Regions from separate parts of the Mus musculus genome. Here all the other regions are linked to region 1. The links are chromatin contacts, called in public Hi-C maps. All regions are on one chromosome and are shown on one strand. Each heading gives the region's core, a stretch centred on a gene start, on an enhancer-like site or on the middle of the called end of the contact. The rest is flanking DNA. Distances are from core to core; before and after follow the strand shown.

What was found. Hi-C and Micro-C count contacts between places; a contact is called where the count stands out from the background.
Region 2: a Hi-C map of bone marrow-derived macrophages shows a contact between it and region 1, with 24 read pairs. The contact joins two enhancer-like sites. A contact is called at or near these places in 1 of 15 datasets of contacts at CTCF or cohesin (embryonic stem cells), 1 of 484 Hi-C or Micro-C datasets (bone marrow-derived macrophages) and 1 of 115 datasets of contacts at active chromatin or transcription factors (embryonic basal ganglia).
Region 3: a contact with region 1 is called in a Hi-C map of bone marrow-derived macrophages, with 12 read pairs. The contact joins two enhancer-like sites. A contact is called at or near these places in 1 of 15 datasets of contacts at CTCF or cohesin (embryonic stem cells), 3 of 484 Hi-C or Micro-C datasets (bone marrow-derived macrophages, embryonic retina and embryonic stem cells) and 3 of 115 datasets of contacts at active chromatin or transcription factors (acute myeloid leukemia, embryonic basal ganglia and embryonic stem cells).

Annotation. Positions count from the first base shown.
Region 1 is chr9:61,884,507-61,889,159 of GRCm38.p6, reverse strand. The region is part of intron 1 of Gm34974 (a long non-coding RNA gene); the gene reads left to right. Among named protein-coding and RNA genes, the nearest start is that of Gm34974, 12 kb to the left of the region's middle. Within about 2 kb of position 2,984, at least 8 of the 459 cell types and tissues checked have an H3K27ac peak or open chromatin away from gene starts, as enhancers often do. A contact at or near this core is called in bone marrow-derived macrophages, where this site is marked.
Region 2 is chr9:61,346,481-61,351,249 of GRCm38.p6, reverse strand. Gm39349 (a long non-coding RNA gene) reads right to left here. Exons shown (of 5, transcript XR_870815.2): 4 at 3,817-3,931; 5 at 2,522-3,075. Among named protein-coding and RNA genes, the nearest start is that of Gm39349, 9.4 kb to the right of the region's middle. Within about 2 kb of position 1,334, at least 39 of the 459 cell types and tissues checked have an H3K27ac peak or open chromatin away from gene starts, as enhancers often do. A contact at or near this core is called in bone marrow-derived macrophages, where this site is marked.
Region 3 is chr9:61,240,823-61,245,335 of GRCm38.p6, reverse strand. No RefSeq gene overlaps it. Among named protein-coding and RNA genes, the nearest start is that of Gm51682, 14 kb to the left of the region's middle. Within about 2 kb of position 2,960, at least 38 of the 459 cell types and tissues checked have an H3K27ac peak or open chromatin away from gene starts, as enhancers often do. A contact at or near this core is called in bone marrow-derived macrophages, where this site is marked.

The DNA.
Region 1 (4,653 bases), core at 1,735-4,234:
CCCTCTTTTGGACTCTGGGCACCAGGTACTCATGTGGTTCACAGACATCCACACAGGCAAACATACCTGCACACATAAAATAATAAAATAAAAATTAAGAACATTTCTCAGGAGCTTCTCAGGCAGATAGACTCCAGAGAGGGGGATCATGGGATCGTTCTACAGGAAGGGGTCGCCATGGGCCAAGAGAAGGCTCAGTGGGAGAATGCTCTCACTGTGAAGCCTTGGTGACCTCAGTTGATTCCTAGAACCACATAAGGTGGAAGGAGAGCCAGACTTCACGAGTGTGGTCTGATCTCCAGACTCTTACCATCACCACACATGTGCCTATCCCCCATTACATTCGTTGGGGAGCAGGAGACACAAATAATAAATTTAGTATGTAAAAAAAAAGTCCTCAGAAAGATTAAAAGCTGGCCTAGGGAGACGGCAGAGTTGATAAAGGCACTTGCTATGCAGGCTGGAACACCTGTCCAGAACCCACACGGAGCCAGATGTGGTGCACATCTGTAATCCCAATACTCCCACTGTGAAATAGGAGGGAGAAATAGGAGATTCAATGAAAAATCACAGGCCAGCTAGCCTGGAGCATGGAGCAGTAAGAAATTTTACAGACCCTGTCTCAAATAAGGTGGAGGGCAAGATCCAATACCCAAGGCTGTTCTCTGACCTCTACGTGCTCATCATGGTCAAATGCAGACATAAATACAGAGAGGGGGGGGGGAAGGGGAGAGGGGGAGGGGGAGGGGGAGGGGGAAGGGGAGAGGGAAGAGAGGGAGAGGGAGGAGACTCCTGCAGCCTCGTGGGAGATCAGGGGTAAGGAATCCTGCATCCTGCTTCTGACTCCTCACCTTTAGGCTGGTCTTGTGCTATGATGTGGGCAGACTCACCCTGTGAGAACATTCTATCCCGTTCAACACGGCACTTTCCCTCTCTGGCTGCCGTCCAACCTCACTCTGCATTACCCCTTCATCTACGATGGCATCCTCCCTGATCTTCCTCTAGAGGCCTTTGGCTGGCTGCCTGCATGGCAACTCCGGAGGGTCTGGGAGCTTGGCTCTGGCATTCATCCACTGGGAGTTGGGACCAGCTCTCTGCAACTGGAGCTGACATGGTGAATTGTCCCACCTTACAGGAATGTCTTCAAAGATGGTCCCAGCAGCTGGACCTGGCAGAGATGTGAGGACAGAAGCCAGGAAAGAACCCCAGAAAGTGATGACAAGGGGCAAGGAGTGCAGTTCCCCTCCAGTCTGGGGCTCTCCATGGTGCATTGGCACACAGGCCAGGCCAGAAGGGTGGCCAGCATCGTATAGGAGTGGCCGTTAGCCCTGAGCGGGAAGTGGCTTGTTTTGGTTGGGGCACAGGGGAGAAGCTGGTGCTGTGCCTTGAGACGTGAATGAATGAATGAATGAATGAATGAATGATTGACAGGAGAAAGCAAAGGAACAGAGGAAGGGAGGGGACACATGCAGGGGCTCAGGCTTCCCACACTCGAGCCCTGGAAGGTAAGGAGGTGGGGAGGACGCTAGTCAAGATGACCCACCTCAACAGGTGCATGAGGCTGGTGAGGTAGACAAGAGAAAAAAATGCTTCTGGTAGAGAGGGGGAGTCACAAACCCAGGCAGGAAGGGAGCAGATGGCCTGTCTCGTAGGCCACAGAGAGTCAGTCACTTGAGGTTTTGTCAGGGTGGAAGGTGAGGTTACTGTTAGCTCTTTTCAGGACCCCAGGCTTTGTCAAATAAGCCAGAGGGGGGTCCTGGGAAGGTCCCGAGCAGAAGAGGACAGTGGTTGTCACAAATTGAGCTCTAGGCTAAGTTGGGATGCACAAGACTCTATCTCGAAACAACAAACAAACAAACAAGGCCACACAAAGCTCCCTCTAACACAGGGCCCAGTGAGATGGCTCAGTGGGTAAGGGCACTAAGCTGCCAAGCCTGTTGATCTGAGTTCTTTTCCAGGGTCCACACCATGGAAGAAAAGGCCCGACTCTCTCAAGTTGTCCTCTGACCTCTACATGTGTGTCATAGCATGCATGTGCTGTCTCCAAATAAATAAATAATGTAAGACAAAACAAAACCCAACAAAACTGCCCAATAACACGGAACAGAGCAAAAGGCAACAACAGCCTTGAAGTGTTTTTTTCATTTCTTATATTATGTCTTTTAATTTCTCGGAGTGTGTGTTATACGTGTATATGTGCTCGTGAGTATGTGGGGTTTTGATGTGTGTATGTGTATATGCATTTGTGTGTATGAGTTTATGGATGCGTGTATGTATATATGTGCATATGAGTGTGTGTATGTGTTTATGGATGGGTGTATGTATAGATGTTCATGTGTGAGTGTGTGTGTATGTATGTATGTAAATATGTGCATGTGTGAGTGTGTATGTATGTATATATGTACATGTATGAACGTGTGTGTATTTATGGATGTGTGTATATATATGCATGTGTGAGTGTGTGTATGTATATATGTGCATGTGTGAGTGTGTGTGTATGTATGCATGTGTGTGTATGTATGTATATATGTATATGTGTGAACGTGTGTGTGTTTATGGATGTGTATATATGTGCATATGAATGTGTGTGTTTATGGATGTGTATGGGTATATATATATGCATGTGTGAGTGGGTGTGTTTATGGATGTTTGTATGTGTATACATGCATATGAGTGTGTGTTTATGGATGTGCATATGTGTATATTCGCATGCATATGTGGATGTGTTTGCATTTCTTGGCTGCCTGGAAGTGTTTCAGAAGGTCAGTCCTCTGACCTCTCATAACTTCTCTGGGTCCAGATGGAGGGCGTGGGCTGGGACACAGAGCAGAGGGGAACAATTGTAGTTTTTTTCTCTCCCTGTTCCTTCAAGGAAACTCACTTTAAATTTCCTCTGTGATTAGCTTGCTTACTACCAAACAGGCTGGTGGCCAGCTTCCCTCTGATCGCTCCTTCTGGTCCACCTCCCACATGTCCTGTCCACATCCCCTTTCATTTCTCCCGTTTTATATTTAGCCCGGATTGGTGAGAAAATGCTCAAGCCCGCAGCCACGCTAGTCATGTGTTCTGGGCCAGCTTTGGGTGTTGTGTCAAGATCCTTGTCTCTGGGGCTATGGTGCTCCTTAGAATAGGAGTGAGGGCCTGAGGAGGAACACACTAGGTATTCACTCACACCAAGGCCCGGCAGGGTCCTGACCCTACCACAGGGACCATGAAGCCCTGCTCCCTTTTCTGTTCTGCATGTCCACACGCACTATGCATAAAGTGGTCTCTGGCCCATGCCACAAATATTTACTGAGCCTTTGCTGTGGGTCAGGTCTGTAGCTGCGGATGGAGCTTCTGCTGGGAACAAAAGGGCGTGTAGTCCCTGCTCTCAGTGGCCTGTTCTCTCTCTCTCTCTCTCTCTCTCTCTCTCTCTCTCTCTCTCTCGTTGTCTCTCTCCCCACACATGTATGTATGGGAGTCTACCTGGTACTGGCCATCATTCTTTAGAAACCATCAACCTTGTTTTATAGGCCGAGTCTCTCACTGAGCCCTGAGGTTTACTAATTAGGCTAGGATGTTGGGCCAGATAGTCCCAGGGATCTACCTGTCTCTGCCTCCTCAGAGCTGGGATGGCACAAGCATGCCACCACACTCGCCTGGATGTTTTGACATGTGTTCTGTGGGTCCATCTCAAGTCCTCCTGCTAAAAGGCAAGCACTTTCCAGACCCCGCATCCTCTCCAGCCTAGAGGCGTCTTCACAGCAACATCTTAAAGTGAGGTTCAGTGGCTCTTCTCCCCACTTGACCAGCTTTCCAGATTTTTGCCTGTTGCTCGGCATTGTGCAACCTGGGATGTGACAGGAGCATGGCAGCCATTAACCACGGGTTTGGAATTGGGGGGGGGGGAGGCGTGGGCGGGCTAGGATGAAGGACTTGAGAGAGTACAAGGCCTCTGGCAGGGTGCATAGTCCCTGTAGTGAGAAAAAAATGGAGGCAGAAAAGGCCTTTGAGGTAATTGAGTTGGTGGCTTTCATGTTCATCATGCAGATACTGGGCTGAGGGCCAGCTCTGCTAGTGAGGGCGTGAACCCTGCCCTGCCCCAGCACGCAGGGTGTCATTCGCTCAAGTCCCTTCCTGTCTCATCTTTCTTTGTTCGCAGATCTCAATTATGCGTATCATCCCGGCAAAGGAGAGGGCTTCGAGCACAAAGGTCATCATATCGCGCCTCGGTCCAGAGAGGACTTGATTGCTCCGTGGCTCTAGCCAAAAGCTCCCTGGGTCTCTGGGCTCAGCAAGGGTTGGGGTGCAGCAGAATTATCTACCTGGGTTCCAGGTGCCATCTGGGTCTCTGTGCTGCAATTATAGTCACGTGCTCAACCCTGGAGGGTAAAGGGGGTGGCCTGAGCTGGTTCAGAGGCTAGGGGGTCCCTTGATGAGCTAGCTCCTGCACCACAGAGGGTTATTTTTAGGAGCTGGCTTCCTGGGATGCAGGCAGGCTTGCTGACTTTTGCATCTGGCGCTCAAGGGCCTCCACAGCTTCTCAGTCTGTCACTTCCCAAGCCCACTGCCCTAGTTCTGCCTGTCATCATCCTTTTGTTCTGCCTGCCTTGTCATCTGCACTGGCATGTTTCCTTTGAAACAGGACAGGCAAGGTCTCAACCACTATAA
Region 2 (4,769 bases), core at 85-2,584, 540 kb after region 1:
CTCCAGGGCCTCGTGGGACTTTGAGCAGTTACTAATGCAAATAGAAGGGAAAAGACTTATCCCGGGGGCAAATGTGGTCACCCAGAAATGCAGCCTCTGGCAACAGAAGGGAAAGAGAAGGTTAGGCTCTGTGCTTTGGGGAGAATGTCCTAGGACTTTGGAGGGGACTCGGGACTTCAGTCAGGAGGTGTAGGCCTCAGCAGAGAGCTAGGTCTCACATAAAAGTTTCTGTCTCTCTCACCTTTGTCTTAAGGCTGAGGGTAGTGGTGGCACATGACTGTTCACATGAATTAGTTAGCGGCAGAGGGCATCAGGTGCTCTGACCTGCTATTGTCTGCCTTGTCCCCTTGAGACAGGGTCTCACTGAGGCTGGAGCTCCCAGTTGAGGGTTGTGCTAGTTGGGAATCCCTGGTTTCCACTCTCCTCAGTGCTAGAGTTACAAGAGGGTCACTTGGCTTCCACATAGGTCCTGGGGATTTGAACTTAGGATCTCATGTGTGAACATTAGACACTCTTATCCACCAAGCCATCTCCCAGTGCTCAGAACTAAGTTTCTGTTCACCCAACTCTGACTCATTTCCCAAGGAAAATTTTCGCAGTTCAGGGTTATGGGCAGGCATATCAAGGAATCTTCCTGATTGGCGCACTGACTTCAGAATGCAGCTCTTTCTCTCTTGTGCTGAGGATAGCCCTCTACTGAAGGTAGGTAGTATCCGTGAGTGACCTTCTGCTGTGACATTTGTCCCTGCATTGCTGACTATGCACATGGTCTTCCCAGCCTTTGTCCACACCTTCCCTCCTTTCGAGTCACCTCTTCTCATATACTGGGTCCGATCATCATCCATTCTATGAAGGCTTTCTCTTCTCACCACAATCAGTAGGGACCCAGAGAGTAAGTGTGGAAGGAAAAGAGAAAAAGGGGGCAGAGAGAGCATTTGGAGCTACCTGGATGTTTGTCACTAGGCATGCATTGAGCATCCAGTACCATGTGCTGTGCGGAACTTGCTGAATGTGCACATTCCCAGTCCCCTCACCACGCCCCAGCAAAGGATTTCATTCCTACTCAGCTTTAAAGGTGTGTGTGTGTGTGTGTGTGTGTGTGTGTAGGGACAGTGTGTGGAGGACAGAAAACAACTTTTTGGGGTTGGTTCTCTCCTTCCGCCTTTTTTGAGTTCCAGAGCTTGAACAGATGTCACCGGGCTGGCCCCGCCAAGCTCTTTCACCCACTGAGCTGTCTTGCGGGTTTTCATTCTCCTTTTAAAGCCCATGCTGTGGTAGCAACTGCACTACACTCCTGCTTCTCCTTCTGGGCACTGGGTGGAATTTCACTTCTTGACCCAATGTGCTTAGGTGGAGCCATGGGAACAGTTCCAGACAATGATGTGTGAGAGGAAGTGGCCATCATTCTAGGGTGACGAGTGCTTCCTGTTTCTTCCTGCATGGTGACAGGCCAGCAGTGCTTGAAGAGGTGGCTGTTTTCCCCAACTTTCGCCAAGTGCCTCCCGACCTAGGATACACATAGAATACTAGTGAGCAAGAAATCCAATTTGATGACTTACCACAGAGGTCTGGACTTGTTTTATCCAGCCCATGCTGACCAAAGCATGGTTAGTGTTGATCGTTGCCATGACAAGATTTGGAATTACCTGGAAAGGGAGTCTCAGTGAGAGATTGTGTAGACCAGAAAGGCCTTTGGGCATGACTGTAAGGGTTTTTCCTTATGTGGGTGAACTGAGATGGGAGGTTCCACCCTGAATGTAGGCCACACCGTATATCATGGGCTGGATGGCCCCTGGACTGAATAAAAAGAGAGATGGAGTGGAATGTAAGCATCCCATAACTGCTTCTTGACTGTGAATACAACGTCATGAGGTGCCTCGAGCTCTGACTGCTGGGACCCTCAACCTCCACATGATTGAGCTTAGTCAGTCTTCTCTCCAGTAAGTTGCCTTCATCAGGGTATTTATCATAGCAACCAAACCCCAAAACCAAACCCAAGCCTTGGGAGGATCTGAATAGCTCTGGGAATGAGGTAGCATTGATTAAACACTTCTACTGAAAGGTGAGGGGGGCCAAGCAACTGGGCTCAGTGTTGTTGCCTCAAAGATGCAAGGCATGGGTCTCTTTTGGTCCATCTGGAAGGATCAGCCCTGAAACTTGTGCTTGGTCCACACAGAAACCTTTTGGCTAGCCTGCCCTGTGCATCCACAGTGGCCCCACAGGACAAGGCAGGGCAGGGCTGGTGGGAAGAGAGGGCTCCCAGGAGGGCCTTTCCCTATCTATGCTCCCCCCCACCCCGTCCCCCCCCTCCGTGGGCTTCCTTGTCTTTTTAAATGACCATGAAACAGCTCGAAGACAAGTGCCAGCTAACAAGGTTAAAGGAGCCTTAAAAACAAATGACGCCACCCCCCCACACTCAATTCACTGCTGAGTAAAATTTGTCACTTCAGTAAGCATTTTATTGGTAATTACAGAGTTACTTTATTTGCATATTACAGAGCTGTGAGCAGCCCTGGCGAAGATGTTTAGTGTCCCTGAGCATCTTGGAGGGAATTACTCAACCCAGACAGGGAGAATTCAGTAATTATTCCCTTAAAACGGGAATTTGCTAATAACTTTGCAGTAGATCACTTTATTTTTTACTACCCAATAAAGCAATTAAATAATAAGCAATTAAGTGCCAAAGTGACTCTGCAGAAGACCTGGCCCAAATCTGGCCTCTGTTGCATTTTGAAGGGGCAGTTAAGTCTAGCTTCAGGAACACCAGAATCAGGAACCAGAAAAAGCTGACACCAGGTTTCCCCCCTCTCGTCTTTAGAGTGGGGTCCAGGAGCCCAAGATGGCTGAAGCGCCATCTGTACTTGGAATAAGGCCCAGCGGTCCTCCCTGAGGCCAAGCCTGAAGGCCCTGGAATCCAGCTGGCTGTGCTCACAGGTAGCTCCAGCACTTGTTATTCAGGTAACGTGGACAGGTGGCTCAGGCTGTTCCCGGCCTTCATGTTCTTCAGTAGTGAGGCTCCTGAAGATGCAGGTGTCACCTGGGGACTGTGGTGATCATGACGTAAGTGAAGTAGGGCTCAGAAGAGAGGAAGTAGTCAGTGAGCATGCAATCCACTGTCTGGCCCAGGGCCCACTGCCACCACACCAGTGAGAACTGGGTCTCTGCCAGGGAACGTTATGAAAGGAGCGAACGGAAAGGTGATCCGTCAGCAAGGTGTGGAGTGGTGGGCAGTCAGGGGCACTTCTTCCATAATGCCTTCACCTTTTGGAATCTAATCCTAGCCTTCAGGAGCAAGTGCTTCAGGGGGTCTGAGAACACTCACTGGGTATCATCTTCATCATCATTCAGAGAGAATGTGTGTGTGTGTGTGTGTGTGTGTGTGTGTGTGTGTGTGTGTAGGTCAGAGTACAACCTCTGGGAGTCAGTTTTCTCCATGTACCATGTAGGTTCCAGGAATTGAACTTAGGTTTAATAGCTTTGGCAGCAGCAAGCACCTTTACCTGCTGAGCCATCTTGCCAACCCCACACTGGGCTCCTTACATGAAAGACAAGAAGAGTGATACCTAGCTGAGGGCCAGGTTGCCAAGCGTCTGGAATCTAAGTGCATGCCTCGTCTGCATGGCTTCCTGTCAGGCAGAGTCCTCAAAGTTATCTTTCAGTGGACATGATCTTGCCCTCAGAAAGGAACGCTACAATTTCAGTCTGGCTCTCTCTTCACTTCTGATGGACGCTTCCTCGGCAGTGGTTTGGAACACTGGCTCTCCCTCTCTGTTAAGTATTTAATGACTTGAAAACAAACACTGGAGGAGATGCTACCTCAGGCCCAGAGTGTCTGCCGTCCTGCTCTTTCCGTGGTGGCTGAGTTCACCCTCTGTGTTATCTGTCTGCCAGGTCTGCTCAGCTGTGGTATAGTGATGAATAATGTAAAATGCTATTCCAGGAAGGAGAGAGAGATCACATACATCTTTAAAAAGACTTGCTTTCCCACCTGCCCCCACACCAGGCCCGATGACCCCGCCCACACACCAGGCCCGATGACCCCGCCCACACACCAGGCCAGGCGATTTTTGTCTCCAGGGAAGGTTGGGTAAGAGAGACCTCATGACTTGGTCACGCTATTAAAGACAAAGACAGCCCCCTGCATAGGTCTAGCCCTGAGGCCTGAAGACCATTTTCCAGTGTGGTGCTTTTTGACAGTATACCTAGGAGGTTTCTCTTTCCAGTGTGTGTGTGTGTGTGTGTGTGTGTGTGTGTCTAAGAGAGAGAGAGAGAGAGAGAGAGAGAGAGAGAGAGAGAGAGAGAGAGAGGTTTGAGTATATAGGCATGCGCATGTGCAGATGTTTGTCTTTATCACTGTCTGATATTTTGCTTTGATACAGGGTCTCTCATTTAACTGAAAGCTTGTCATTTCAGCTAGCCAGTGAGCTCTTAGGATCTGTCTGACTCTCCCCCATCCCCCATACTGGGGTTAGAGGTATAGACATCCATGCCCAGCTTTTTTGTGTGTTGGTGATTTGAACTTGGGTCCTTGTGACTGCAGAGCAAGCCCTCCTACCCATGAAGCCATCTCCCCAGTGCTCCCTTGGACTTTCAGTGTTGGTCCACATTAATAAGCCCTCTTAGTCTCTGACTCTGAGCAGGGTCCCATGTGAGTGGCGCTATGTCTCGTGGTGGCCTTTTGAGACCTCCTGTTGCTTTGTAAACACACATCTTACATCCCAGAGCCAGTGGGGAGGAGGAAGGATGTTTGCATGTCAACCTCAGGGAAG
Region 3 (4,513 bases), core at 1,711-4,210, 640 kb after region 1:
GACATTATTCTATATTAAAACAACTCCTAGTTACTTGCCATTTTACCCATAGATTAAATATATCTCAACTCTCATCAGAAAACCTTCTACTTGCAATCAATAGTGATTAATATAGAAATCAACACAACCAGTCACAGTGAAGAGAATAGACCCTTGAACTTCAATATGAGACTCTAAGTGATTTCTCTTCCAAATACTGTAGTCATTGCTGTGCTGCCTTCCAGCAAGCTCTACTGCGTATGAAATCAGTGGCTGGTTCCTCCTACCTGTGTGTGTATGTGTGTGTGTGTGTGTGTGTGTGTGTGTGTGTGTGTGTGTGTGTGTGTGTGTGTGTAAGAGAGGCTCACAGGGTAGTGGTGGTGCATTCCTTTAATCCCAGCACTTAGGAGGAAAAGGCAGGAGAATCTCTGAGTTCAAGGACAGCCTGGTCTACAGGGCCAGTTCTAAGACAGCCAGGGTTACACTGAGAAACCCTGTTTTGAAAAACCAAGCTAAACTAACCAACAAACCCAAAGTGATGCTCACACTGGTGTGACTGCACATAGGTGTCTACACATGTGGAGGGCAGAAGTCAATGTTAGATGTCTTCCATAATCATTGTGTACATTATTATTATTTTTTTTGAAAAGAGAATTTCTCATGAACTCTGCGTTTGCGGATTTGCTGGAGTGGCTGACCAGTAAGTCCCAATGATCCTCATATCTCCTTCTCTCCAGGGCTAGGATTACAGGCACACATCGTCATGCACGGCTTTCTAAATGTGGGTTTTAAGGGTCAAACATTTGCCCAGTCAGCACCTTTCTGACAGAGCCATCTCCCCAGGTCCCAAAGGCTACTTTGATTGTGCTTTCTTTTTAGCTACCTTATTTTTTTTCCTTGAGAAGTTTTAAGACTTCCCGCTGCTTGGTAGAGTCCAAGAATCTTCCTGGTCCATTAAGTGTGTGTCTTCTTTGCTTTACACCTGTTCAATTCAGAGAAAACTGGAGGCAGCTATTGCTTTTTGCCTTAGCTTGCCTTCCTTTCCCTTGGGAACTGGGGGAACTTTCCCTAGCACACTCATTGTGGTGTTAAGGAGTCCTTTCTCTCTCCCTGCCCCAGGGTAGCCATCTGAATGCTGTATCTCTCCAGCCTGAGAAGGTGCAGAGAGGGAAACACTGACCAGAACAAAGCCAATTAGAGAACGTCTTTGAGCAGTGATCATAGTGCCGAGAAACAAGACTATATTCTTCCTCTTCTGGAGTCAGAGGAGTCTAGGTACAAGGATGAGGTGAAGTTGGAAGTGGTAGAGACTCTTAGCCACCATAACAGAGAGCCTGCCTGGGGAGCCAACCTGGAGAGATAGGACAGGCTAGTTAGGGCGAGAGAGGGAAGGAGTGGAGAGAGAGAAGAGGGGAAGAGGAAAAGAGGGAGAGGAGGCAGAAAGAGTGGAACGGAGGGAGGGCTGGAGGGTGGGTTGGAGGGAGGGAAGGAGGGAGGGAAGGAGGTGTAGAGAGAGGGGGGAGGAAGGGAGGGAGGGAGGGATGGAGGAAGGGAGGTGTAGAGGGAGGGAGGGAAGGGAAGAGGGAGGGAAAGGGGATTTCCACGGTTGGTCTCTGAACCAAAGCTGGATTAACCAATGTATTACTTTCTTTCTTTGAACCCTTGCAGTTGGGTTTCTGTCAGATGAAACCAAAAGAGTTTGATAATACGGTAGTCACCTTTAACTGGAAAATCCCTCCCTGTCTTCAGCACAGGGGAAATTTCTTTATTGTGTGATGAGTCCTCTTCAAAGGCTTCGGTTTCCCAGCCAGTACTCAGTCAGTTGGGCGCTGGATTTCTGAGATTTACTTCATCTTTTTTTTTTTTTTTTTTTTTTTTGTCTTCCCCCTTTCAGGAGACCACGTCAACATTTAATGTGTGTTCTGAGCTACCCCGTCGACTTGACTGATCCTTCCTTCCCTTCCAGGTCTTTTATGATGCTTTTCATTTTAGCCAACAAAAATTTAATTTCTAAAAAAAAAAAACTCTCTCAATTTTTTTTTTTCTTTTCTTTTTCTCAAGACAGGGTTTCTCTGTGTAGCCCTGGCTGTCTGAAACTCTGTAGACCTGGCTGGCCTGGAACTCAGAGATCAACCTGCCTCTGACTTTTGAGTGCTGGGATTCAAGGTGTGTGTCAATAGTCCCAGTTTTCTAAAAACCTTTTATCACCTTCTTGTTCCTTTTGCCTGCCATTCTGAGCTGCTTTTGTTTTTATGGCGATAAAACCCTTTCTTCATTCATTTTCGGGGGCTGGTTATTTATTTATTTATTTATTTATTTATTTATTTATTTATTTATTTAATCAATTGGTCTATAAACTCTCCCAAATCTTTAAATTCATCTAAACTTCATATTTATAGATAATAATAGAGTAATAGATCTAGCCAGGCATGGTGGCACATGCCTAAAGTCATAGCACTTGGGAAGCTGATAGGGGAGGATTGCAAGTGTGTGTGTGTGTGTGTGTGTGTGTGTGTGTGTGTGTAATGGAGATACAGAACCAGGGATTCATACAGCGTTACAGTTAGAGTGACTACTAACAAAAGCAAACATTAAGGGCTGGTGAGAGGGCTCAGTGGTTAAGAGTATTTGCTGTTGTTCTCTCCAAGGCTCGGATTTGATTCCCAGCCCCCAACACCAGAGCCTCACAGTCAGTCGCCCTTAACCAGGACATCTATTGCCCTATTCCTGCCTCAGTGGACACCTGCAGACAAGCAATGAATGTGCACGTGCTCAGGCACGCATACACGTAAAATTAAAGTCGCTAATTAATTAAAAAAAAAAGAACAATAGTAGTAATATAACAATAATAATGATGTTGGTATTTAAGGACATGTTAAAATTTCTAATAAGTAATAAAATTATGGTAAGTATATGAAATTGCTTTTTTAAGAAAAGGAAGTGAAAGCAACTTACTAAGAGGAAGTGTGAGGGGGATTTAGGTTTCTGAATTATGAAATGAGGGTCAAAGTTGCAGCGACTGAGCACTGTGTAAGGAGCCAAGACAATGCAACTGTCCCTGAGGAGACACAGAGATGTGTGGGAATGACTTCCAGTCCTGGGGCATCTCTGGGTCTGGCTACCATTGCATAGCCATTCCAAGTAGTGTGTGGGAAACTCGTCTATCAGCCAGCAGGACCTATGGTTTGGAAAACCACACTCCTGGGTATCAGCTGCATCTGAGACATGTGCATGACAAAAATGTATACTGCAGGACAGACCGAGTCCCGTTTCTCTGTGGTATCCTCCATTTTCTCCCTGATGCTGTCAGGGATGCTGGGAAGGGCCACACTACAGAAATGCAAGTTGTTCTCATGTGTATGCATGTGGGGTGTTTTGTTTTGTTTTGTTGGCTTTGGCTTTGGCTCTGGCTCCAGCTATTTACAATTTAACTCCCAGTGTATTTGCTGGAACCTGGGAAGGAGGGTCACATCATTCTTACCTGACAGGCGTAAGAACGTGGAGATCCTCAATGAACCAGAAAAGCAACGCAAGCTTAAGTTGTTGTCAGTTCAGCGGAGAGAGCCCTTAATTTGGCAGCCGAGAAAATGAAGCCATCAGCCCCACCTCTACCCCCTCCACCATGGCTACTCAGAAACCTCCAGTCTCTGTGCTCTTGGGTCTCGGTGGTCTCTTTGTGCTTCTGTTATTCAGCAGTCTGCAGACGGCCAGACGAGGGCTGCAGTGCTGGGGGAAGAATGAGAGGGAGAGAGCTCTGAAGAAGAAAGAATGACATAAATAATTCAGTGATTGCTGACCATGGGCCATTACATTTCCCATGATCTGTTTTACTGTAGCTGTTATGCCGTGTTAGTCACTGCCAATTCAATTGCAAACCAGGCGTTTCACTGGGCCTAAAGGAGCTGCCCATTGCTCCCAAGATCCAAGACCATGACAGCTTTGGCCTTGAGCTTGCTTAGGCCTCATCTTAAAAGATGGCCAAATGGATTCATACCACAGTGTGGGGGTGGGGGTGGGGGCAGCAGGCTTCTCCTAGCTCCTGTTTGTTCCTGAGCCACTTAGAGTGGGGGGGGGGGGGACAGTCACCTTGCCCTCACCTAGAGACCCTGCTGCTATCTCTAGTGCTCAGAAAACACACAGCTTTCTGGGAGGGGGACCATTTAAAGGGCTCACGTGTTCTATGTAAACAGTAATAATAACTACCAGGATTGTGTATGCTCTGTGGGTGTGAGTGCATATGTATCGTTTGCAGACGGACATATATGTATGTGTAGGACAGAGGGAAACCTTGAGTGTCATTCCCCATGAACACTACCCGCCTGTTATTTGAGGCAGGATCTCTTCCTGGTCTCGCCTGCCCCTAATAGGTTATTTATTTGCCAGTGCAAGTCTGTTGCCCTCTTTGTCCTCAGTGTCGTTGCTTATTGTGGGGTGGAAAGAAGGGGTCTGGCTACTGTGTCACTGAGCAGGTCATGTGCCAATGTGTCCCTCAGCACTGTTGTGGGGCTCTGGGGACTCATGAACTGATGGTTAA